Linked DNA regions of Rattus norvegicus: region 2 is linked to region 1. Evidence: chromatin contacts called from public Hi-C data. All regions are on one chromosome and are shown on one strand. Each heading gives the region's core, a stretch centred on a gene start, on an enhancer-like site or on the middle of the called end of the contact. The rest is flanking DNA. Distances are from core to core; before and after follow the strand shown.

Region 1 (5,579 bases), core at 339-2,838:
CAAATTTTGAAGATTCAAAATGTTGTTACAGTGATTTATTTTTTTATTGATTTTTTTTCATTTTTTTGAGACAAGATTTTTCTATGTAGTTCCAGCTATCCTGGAATATTCACTCTGTAGACCAGGCTAGCCTGGAACTAAAAGATCCTCTGCTCTCCACCCCCCTATTCCTCCACCACCCCTCCCAATATGTGCTGCCACCAGCCAGCTTATAACATTAAATCTTGTGTTTTAAATCAAAAGAATTATACCTGTAGAAATGTCTATTTATTTCTGATTAGGCTCCTAAATTTCTGAGTTATATATGCATTATCCCTGTCATTTTGTCAGGTCTCCAAAATTTAAAAAAAAAATCTCTTATTCAAACCACCAGTCAGGATAATTTTAAAATGTTTCTTCTATCGGTTTTATGTAGATAAATGTTATCTAAACATTAGACTTTAATTTGTACAACATGCCTTACAAGCATGGCTAAATATCTGGTTTACCTAATGACAATACTGCTGTCTTTTCAAAGGTAATAAAATTGATATCAATGATCTCAAATACATTCTGGGAAGCATGGGCATTGAGCTCACAGAGAAGGCGATCTCGGATCTGGCGCAGGTCCTGCCTGTGGACGGTAAGCCTCAAACACTAATGAAGCATCACCCATGGGTATCAGTGGGCAGTGAAGAAGCTTTAGACTTTCCTACTTAATTCTCTGTGGAAATTGCTGGAGTATAAATTTAACCGTAAGTCCTTGGTGCTATTAGAGCTATGCAAAAGGCTTTGGGTTCTATAAACACGAAAATATGGGGAAAGTAAAGAGGAACGAGAAACTAGGAAGGAAATAAAAGGAGAAAATAATATGTGTTTCACTATTGTAGAAGTTTACTAAATATGTGTGCGTTTCACACACTATAGAACAACTAAAAATGCGGCCAATGCGAGACTGTAGATTTATCAGGAAGCAAAAATTTCCCTTTCCCAAATTCATGTATATTTGAGGGCAGTGGAGTATAAATATTTAAGGAAATATGTTTCAATTCTATATAATCATAATACATGTAAATGCTGTCTTTAATAGTATTTCTGTTGTGAAATAAAACATTAATATTCATGACAAATGTATAGTTTTTATGATTTTATATTACAAAAATATGATATTATTTTATTATAGATGATGAAATGGTATTCCAGAATAGATTGTTGAATGAAATAAAGACTCTCAAAGGTAAGCTAGAGAATTAGTAAGAAAACAGAATTTTCTCAAGGAACCTCGTGGTCCAGATAGTAACTCATTAGATAGGAAATCCCATTTCTTATTTATAGCTCATTTCCTTAAATTTTGAAGTATATATTTGTAATTTGACAAATAGTATCCTAGACACTATCTTTGCTTAAGCAAAAATAAATTTGGAATTTTTCAAGTTTTACTTCAAAAGAATGACTTCATGTATTTTTGCAGCAAAAGTGAAAAGAAAGGTCAAAGTTCCCGGGATCTCGTTTGTTTGTTTTTTAATTCAGCAAGCAGTCTCGATAATAATTAACTCAAAGCCTCAGAAAACACAAATAGGCTTTATTGTTCAAAAGTATTGCTGGGAAAGAGGCGTAAAAATGTTCAGTGAGCAGTGTCCCGTGTAGGTTTGAGTCAACCACAAACCTCAGGGAGAGAGAGAGGCTCTGATTTTAGTGTTTAAACTCTACTAACTCTGCCCTCTGGAGCACAGAGTCAGACTATTCATATTGTGTTCATATTGTGATATAAATGTGTGAATCATCAAGTTTTTAATTTTAATATGAGCGTAGGGTCATATTAAAATTAAACAATAGTGGGGTTGGGGATTTAGCTCAGTGGTAGAGCGCTTGCCTAGCAAGCGCAAGGCCCTGGGTTCGGTCCCCAGCTCCGAAAAAAAGAAAAAAGAGAAAAAAAATTAAACAATGGCATGTAATGGTGAAAGAAATGTTTTAATTATTCGCTTTCCGTGCATTTCTAATTTAATGTTTTTCAAAGAAGGGAAAGTTGATGTCAGTAACATGGACACCGTCTTGGACAATATGGAGATTAGACTCACAGACGACGAGCTTAAAGACCTAATAGAAACCCTGCCAGTTGATGGTGAGCCTGTTATAGAACTGCTGTGTCTCCTGTTGTGTCTTCACTAAGCTATATAAGGATTATTAAAGTTTTCTTTTCTCAAAAAAGACGTTGGAGGAAGACAAAAAAAATAGAAATCCTATTATTTTATTAAAACCCCAAATTACCCATCCCTTCTGTAATAGATTAAGATACACCAGGGGTAACACCATGATTACTATCTAACCTCCAAAAACGGCCAAGGAACAGAGCTAGACATTCAGAGAGTAAAACACAAGATTCAAAAGAAAGCATGAACTCAATAAACACTATCCCTCAACCAGCCCCTTTCCCTGTCACTCAGGAACTTTCAGGTCCATGTCTCTATTCCAGTCTATGCTGAACCTTGGGATTACACAACTGTATGCTGACCAGACCTAACCCTTAAACAATCCTTTTGAAACCCAATCTCAACATTACCACATTGAAATTGATCCCCTTGCTGCCAAGCTTACTCTCTGGTATCTTCCTGATGGCTGCTTGCCACATATTTACCCAAACGTAACTATACTCTCCTCCTCTTGGCCATTCTTCCCCTTGCTCCCGAGGTTGCCTTAAACACTTATGCATATTTCCTCAGTTTACCCCTAAGTTCTGTCCTACTAGCACGGGCCACATTTCAAGCCTGTCACTTCCAGTTGGTGGTCTCAGAATAGCAACACAACTCTTCTCTCCACGTTGTCTTTTTGCGTATCTGTTTCAACTTATTATTTTAATTTTATTTTATGCGTGTGGGTTCATTTGTCTGCACGTATGTCAGTGCACTATGTGAGTGTCTGGTGCCTGCAGAGGCCACACGAGGATGTTAGGTTTCTTGGAATTGGAGTTGTTGAAAGTTTTCGAGCTGTTATGTGAGTGCTGGGAATAGAGCTTGAGTTCTCTGGAAGAGCAGCCCAGGATTTTAACTGCAGAACCATCTCTCCAGCCTCATTTTTAAAGACTTATTTAAATTTTAAAATATGGGTATGTGTCTGTGTGTGAGCACATACGTATGAACGTATCGGCCATAGACAGAGTCCAGAAGAAAGCGTCAGGTACTTCGGATCTGCCCATCCTGAACCTGGATGTTCTTCAAGAGCTGTAAGTGTTCTTCACCCCTGAGCTCTCCGTTCACCACCACTGCTGCTTCCTCTCTGTGGCCCTCACCTCCCCCTCCCATATTGTCTACCAGACTGCTGGAATGATCTATCTAAAGTTCAGAACTGATTCAAACCGTAAGTACATTGTTTTCAGGGCCCTGGGAAGACCGATCAGAGAAGGTGCTTTCGAGTGACAATCCAGACTTCACAGCATCTTTGTTATCAGGGTCACGGACATCCTCTCACAGTCTTAATTATACACATATGTGAGATTTTACACATTCAATTTTACACCTGTCTGCCTATCCTCTAAGTTAGCAAAAATTCCAGTCTGTGTTACTTTTCTCGTGGCATTTATTTCTCAGTGCATGGTCATGCAAGAGCAAAGCCTTTTGAAACTTCAAAATTAGTTTTCTGGGCTGAAGATGTGAGTGAACAGTTAAGCTCATGCAATGATTCTGCTCAGGACCAGAGTTCATTTCCCAGCACCCCATGGGGTAGCTCACAACTGTCTGGGACTCTGGCTCTTAGAGATCCATTGCCCTCTTCTGGCTTCCATGGGCACCTGAACATGTGTGTGTTTATGCCCCATGCTGACACACATGCATAATTAAAATACATATTTTAAAATGTCCTTTTTTCTATCTTTGGCATGTTCCACTCAGAAATTTAACAAAAGAAATAACACTTAAAACATCGTGTTAGAGCTAAGAATTATGGGTACCGATCTCCTTCCCAAGTCCCACATCTTGTTGTTCTTCCTCTTCAGTGTCAGAAACCTTGTTTCAGTTGGGTTCATGGTTGTCTAGGATAAGTACTACATTTCCTATCTCCACTGAAGCTACCTGTGGTAAGATGATGTGTTCTGCCTAATGAAAGTCAGAAGTGTTATTTTCTAGAAACATCCTTAACCAGGGAGGCCTCATCTTGTTTTTTCCCTTCTCCTCAAATGTTGGATAGAGGGGCCATCTTGGATTTGAAACAGAAGTCCACATAAGAATGAGTAGAAGACAGGAGGAAATGTATTTACTGAACAAAACCAAGGGAGCCATTTTCTTAGACTCTGCCCGGCGTGCTGGGTGGTGACAATTCATAGCTAGAATCTATTTTAGTTATTACTGACACAGACTGAGGAGCGGCCACTGAAAGGGCAGGTCTTACCTTCAGGTTAGGCCTACTTTACAAGATTCCTTTCTTTGCTTACTAGGAGCCACTGGTGCAGGAGCCCCACCCCAGTGTGCTTCAAAGCCTGTGAGTCCAGCAAGCTCCCACTCACCACACAAGCCCACCAGTCTATACATACAGCAACAAACACCCAAGGTCAGAGGTGTCCCCCATGTGCTTCAGGAAATGGGGAAGGCAAAGTACTGAATTCTATATGGAGAGAGAGCCCTGAAGAAGGCCAGCACTCTACCTGGGGGTCTCAGTGCTTTTAGATTCTGTCTGGCAACAAACCACAGTGCAGGGGGAGGAGATTGTAGAGACGAAGAGGTATTACAGAACCAGAGTTACATCTCAGAGCTGCCCAGGACTACACTGTAGGTGATCATCCAGGAGACATTACTGTAAGGAAGAAATCATCTGGTGATAGCTTCAGAGATCTCAAGTCTGTGACAGTCTCCAGAACCTGTGGTGCCCTTGGCTCCAGTCATCACACCTTCCAAGCTCTACCATGCCTAAACTCATGACTCTCCCTCTGACCCTCCATCCTCCCTTTGTGGCTACCTCTCACCTACACACTGAGACTGGAGGTGTCTGTGACTTGAGATTGATTCTTGGTTCCTGATCCAAAGAGTATCTGAGTCTCAAACAATACCTCCCCCAACACGATGGCAGCTGGCTATAGGTTTCTGAGATGTGGCGAGGGACAAATATATTTCTTTTCCAGTGTTATCACACAAGTAGTGACACAACCCCACCAAATCCCCCACCACCTGGGACCTAGCACTTTGCAGAACTATAGGCTTCTCCCATAGTTAGAACCACCAGTCCATTTAGCTTCTAGGATGCTCACCTGCCCTTGTGTCTGTTCCCCCTCCTCACTACCTCTCCCAGAGGAACTGGAATTGGTGTTATAAACTTGCTCTGACGCTTTTCAGCTTTTCCCACTTAGCTCCCTTGTTAAGTCTTGATTCACAGATGTCTCCCTCTCTGCTTGGGATGTAGGATGTTCTTTGTTATGCGACCCTTCTTAACCACACAGGGAATTCATAATAGCTTCCTAGGGAGGAAAGTCTGTCAGTCCTGGCATCAGTCCAACTTTAGTTGTTGGTGGTGGCGGTTGTTTGTTGTGGGTATGTTCTTTCTCTTTCCCTCAAACCCCAACAATGCAACATGTCTGGATCTTTTACGTGCCTGTTTTCCAAAGCTCCTTTTTCTTT
Region 2 (5,016 bases), core at 1,764-4,263, 230 kb after region 1:
AAAAAAAAGCACTGGAGTAAATATATACAAAAAAGAAAATGGTCTTTTAAAAAAGCCCTCAAGTGCTGGAGAGATGGCTCAGAGGTTAAGAGCCCCAACTGCTCTTCCAGAGGTCCTGAGTTCAATTCCCAGCAACCACATGGTGGCTCACAACCATCTGTAAAGAGACCGGATGCCCTCTTCTGGTGTGTCTGAAGATAGCTACAGTGTACTTATATATAATAAATGAATAAAAAAAAAGCCCTCAAGTTTAGAATAGTTAAATATTTGGAGATGCATGTTGTAATTCCAGCACTGGCAAAGTTAGACAAGGCAGGAGGCGTCCAGCATTTGAAGCCAGATTAGGCTACACAATGACATATTTGTCCATTTTCAGAATCCATGTATTGAAAGAGAATAAAGAGGGGAATATGAGATGGTTGGGAAGAGTGATTAATATTACAATCTCAAAAATAAATATTTAGCCAGGTGTGGTGGCAACACACATCTTTGATCCCAGCCAGTACTCAGAAGCCAGAGGCAGGCAAATCTCTGAGGTTGAAACATGCCTGCTCTACAAAGAGAGTTATGAGATAGCCAGGGCTATATAGAGGAATTCTATCTTAAAAAAAAAAGAAAAGAAAAATTAATTACACACACACACACACACACACACACACACGAGACAGAGAAATAGAAACAGCCACAGGTTTCAAATGGCTCATTTATTAAAACTAATGTTGGGACTTCTAGTAAAGGAGTAAAATGACAATGAGCTTTCTGCACACACACAATTATATAATGGGGTTGTAGACTGTGCACACTAGCAACTCTTAATATAAAAATTATAGTTGGATGTGGTAGTGGATGCCTTTAAACCCGGTACTTGGGAGGCAGAAGCAGCATATCTCTGAGTTTGAGGCCAGTCTAATCTACATAGAGAGGTGGAGGCCAGCCAGAATTACATAATCCCTCAAAATGTATCAAAATACCACCACCACCAACAATAATAATAGTAATAATAAATCTGGCTGGTAAATGGTTTAGCAGGTAAAGCTGCTTACCTCCAAGCCTAAAGACCTGGGTTAGATCCCCAGAATCCACTCCAGCAAGTTGTCTTCTGATCTCCACAAGTGCACTGTGGCATACATGTGCACACACCCACACACTGAACAAATATAGTAAAAATATGAAGTCCTACAAGGTGAGTTCCAAGACAGCCAGGGCTACATAGAGAGTCTTGGAGCTGGGGAGGTACACACACACACACACACACACACACACACACACACACACACGAAACAAATAAATGCAATTTAAAAGAACATGTTCTTCATGATTAGGGAGGGCTTAGAGCCTGTTCCCATTTCTTTGATGGGAAGACTACAGTTTTTATTACGTCCCTTCATTCTGTAGAATCAGCCATGAATCAATGTCCTACGTCTTGTACTTCACTGACTAAAACTTCTTTCCTTCACGCTAAGTAGTCAGCATTTAGAGTCTTCTCAACCAACCTTATATTGAAGGTGTACTTTCTACTAGACTCTTTTAAGAATCAATTTGTTTCTGTATGTAAATACAGCCTAAAAGTAGAAGCAAAACTATCTAGGAAGACCAAGGAAACTAGTGGGACTAGGGAGGACCAAGAAAAGGGAGGGTAGAACGATATGGGGGGAATATGCCCAGTCTAAAAGATATAATTGTACAAAGCCTTTAGAACAAACAAATTATTTAAAAGAACCAATGTCCCTGCACACAATGGCTTACTCCTGTAATCCCAACACTTGAGAAGCTGAGGTAGGAAGATCACCATGATTTAAAGGCCAAGACTACAAAGTAAATTCTAGAGCATCCTGGAGTAGAATAAGACCTTGCCTCAAAACAAGCAAACAAGAAAAAAAATCAAATTGTATCTAGGCATAGTGGTATATACCCTTAATCCATACACCAGGTAGGCAAATGCAGGAAGACCAGAGTTCAAGGCCAGCCTGTTCTACACAATTCCAGAACAGCCATAATCAATCAATCAACCAATCAATCATTCAATAATAATAATAATAATAGGAATAGAAATTATAGGACCTGGAGAGCCCTATAATTAAGGACACTGGCAACTCTTCTAGAGGACCCAGGTTTGTTTTTTTTTGTTTTTTTTTTGTTTTTTTTTCGGAGCTGGGGACCGAACCCAGGGCCTTGCGCTTCCTAGGTAAGCGCTCTACCGCTGAGCTAAATCCCCAGCCCGAGGACCCAGGTTTTGATTCCTGGCACCCACACATTGGTTCACAAGCATCTGTATTTCCATGAGATCTGGTGCCCTCTTCTGGCCTTCATGGGCATTGCATGCATGTGGTGCACAACAATCCATACACATAAAGGAGAAATTTTTTTTTTTTTTTTTTTTCGGAGCTGGGGACCGAACCCAGGGCCTTGCGCTTCCTAGGCAAGCGCTCTAACACTGAGCTAAATCCCCAACCCCGAGAAATTTTTTTTTTAAATAATAGAAATATATGAGGCGGAAAATGTACAATTATAAATTATATGCCAATGACCATTAGTTTTTTAAATATTTATACATGTATGTATAACATATAAATGTATAATGTATACACTTAAATAAATTGAATATATGTACATATTACAAACTCTGTATATGAATGTATTACAATTTTTATCGTGCCAGTTAAGCCTGGCTTTTCAAAGAGCTGTGCTCGGTCATGACATTCAACACGGAAGCTTCACGCTCTCAAAACCAATGCGTTGCCTCACCGCCGACTGTGGTGTGGTACCCACGTCTCTTCACAGTCCGCTTGTCAAAGCTTTTCCTGGAGGGAACCTGGGGAGTTTGCTGGGGTTCCAGCACCGAAGCGGAACAGGAGGAGACAGTCTCCTACTTCCTCCCCGGCAGCACGCCCTGCAGCACCTCCTCAGAGAAGCGACTTTTGCTCAATTCGCTCCCTAGTCACTTAGAGTTCGCCCCGCCCCGCCCCGCCCCGCCCCGCCCGCCCCGCCTCCCGTTTTCCCGCCCAGACGCCACTACCTCCGAAAGGGGTGTGGCCCACAGGAAGTCCTCGCGTTAAGGAAAAGGAGGCGTTTCCGTCTCCGGTGTCATGGCGGCCTCCTTGTCTGAAGGCGTGCCGGAGACTGAGGACAGGAAAAGACCGCAGTTCGGGAACCGGTTCTTGAGCGACCCGGCGCGCGTCTTCCACCACAATGCCTGGTAACTACCCTGCACCTCGCCACCCCGGAGCACTTGGAGAAAAGCCCTGCCCTCCTCCCGCGGCGGTAGCTGAAGCGTTCGCCTCCCGAGGACGGACGTTCGCGGCTCCGCGACTCACCCTGCCCGCGGCGGGGACCTGTGGACCTTAAGCTGCCCGTTTGGTTTTCACAGGGACAACGTGAAGTGGTCAGAGGAGCAGGCCGCGGCGGCGGAGAGGAAAGTGCAGGAGAACAGTTCCCAGCTGGTGTGCCCGGAGAAGCAAGGTGCGCTGATTTGTCCACAGCCGGCAGTGCGGGACGCGCCTCCACGAGAAGGCAGTAGAAATGCGGGCACCAGGATCATTTGTTACTGACCTGATGAAGAACTCCGGCATAGAACGGGTCGGGGAGGGGACGAGCTAGGAGGCAAAGGGGCTGGCTGCCTTCTAACAAAATTTTGAAGGAAGTTGGGGTTGAGTTTTTGTATTCTCTAGTTCTACATTTTTAGTTCGTATTGACTAGTGTCATGTGAATGTAGCTGGCCCGTGGCAACCGTAAAGTCGTTCGATCATCTATCGTAGGGTAGCTTCGTCAGTCTGTGTTCTGCTGGAGAGTTTCCATTAGAGCTAGAATGATGTGGTCAGATCCTACCTACTGTTGGAGGAGAGGATGATTGGACCATGTATCTTTTCCTGGGGTGATGGGTTTGGAGATCTGGATCTTCTACCAAAAAAAGATCAGGCGCAGCAGAGTGGAGATGAGTCTGCTCAAAGAAGAAGAGGTCCTTCCTAAAGACAAGAATAATTTCTTTATAAAGTACTCTAAAGACTAAAACTAGAACTGGTTAGCCCTGTTTCTAAGAGACATTTGAATGTAAAACTAGAACTTTAAGATAATAGGCACCAGGGGACTGGGAGATGGCTAATAAGCATTGATAAAGTTTCTGCATAGTACTGAGGTCACAGTCCTGGCCAGGTATGGAACTCCTAGGATGGAGGGGGTGTAATCTCTTGGGGAGTGTGTCAAAGTCATCTTCGCTACATAGAGTTCCAATCCAGCCTTGGCTGCGTGAGAGCTTGTCTCAAAAAATATATATAAGCATGTGTATATATTCCAGTTGCGAAGTAGGCCTCCTACCTGCATTGTTAAATGCAGACCAGATAAAGCATCATAGTGTTCAGAGGGATTTTCAAAGTCATGTAGCCCAATATCCTCTTTCTACAGTTAAAGAACCAGTTAGCCAAGTGCAGTGGTGTATAGACTCAGCTATGTGGGAGGCTGAGACAGAAGGACCACTGAGTTGGAGGCTGTCCTGGGCAGCATAGGGTGATGTAGTCTCCAAAAAAATTAAGCTTGAACCACAGGGCCTTAAGCGCTTTGCCTGGAGGTAAGCAATCAGTGGTGGGCTCCCATTGCTTGGGTCTTCATTCTTCCATCAGGTCTGGTCCAGGTCTTCGTGTCAGCAAACGGAGAAAGAGCCCCTATCAGTCTCCTGATTAGCCGAAACTCTTCTTGCTTCGGGAAGAAGAGTTTTCTCACTGTCTGGTTTTCCTCATATTCTAGTTATTTATCTTAGCATTCATTACTAATCTTGACTTTGTGCCTGGCCCCCACGTTCTAAAGAAGCAGGAACGTGCCTTCCGAAGAGATGCATGAGTGACAGTCACTGGATTTACACAGATATCCAAAGAGCCTGAGACATTTAACTTGTAAATTAAAAAAAAAACTTACAAGGGAAAATAATTACCACAGACACCAACGAACCTGCCTGTCCCTGGCAAATAGAACCTTGAAACTAAGAATAATTAGACTTGTGTGCAGTGCTTGGGGTTTGCTTAATTT

Evidence for each region. Hi-C and Micro-C count contacts between places; a contact is called where the count stands out from the background.
Region 2: a Hi-C map of hepatocytes shows a contact between it and region 1, with 1.8 times the contacts expected there. The contact joins the promoter of Mettl2 here to the enhancer-like site in region 1. A contact is called at or near these places in 3 of 12 Hi-C or Micro-C datasets (hepatocytes, kidney and liver).

What each region holds. Positions count from the first base shown.
Region 1 is chr10:90,359,458-90,365,036 of GRCr8, forward strand. It overlaps a transcript of Efcab3 not described here. Among named protein-coding and RNA genes, the nearest start is that of Efcab3, 180 kb to the right of the region's middle. Within about 2 kb of position 1,589, at least 2 of the 93 cell types and tissues checked have an H3K27ac peak or open chromatin away from gene starts, as enhancers often do. A contact at or near this core is called in hepatocytes and liver, where this site is marked.
Region 2 is chr10:90,592,398-90,597,413 of GRCr8, forward strand. It overlaps Mettl2 (methyltransferase like 2), which reads left to right and starts at 3,014. Exons shown (of 9, transcript NM_001108839.1): 1 at 3,014-3,196; 2 at 3,368-3,459. The coding sequence starts at 3,087.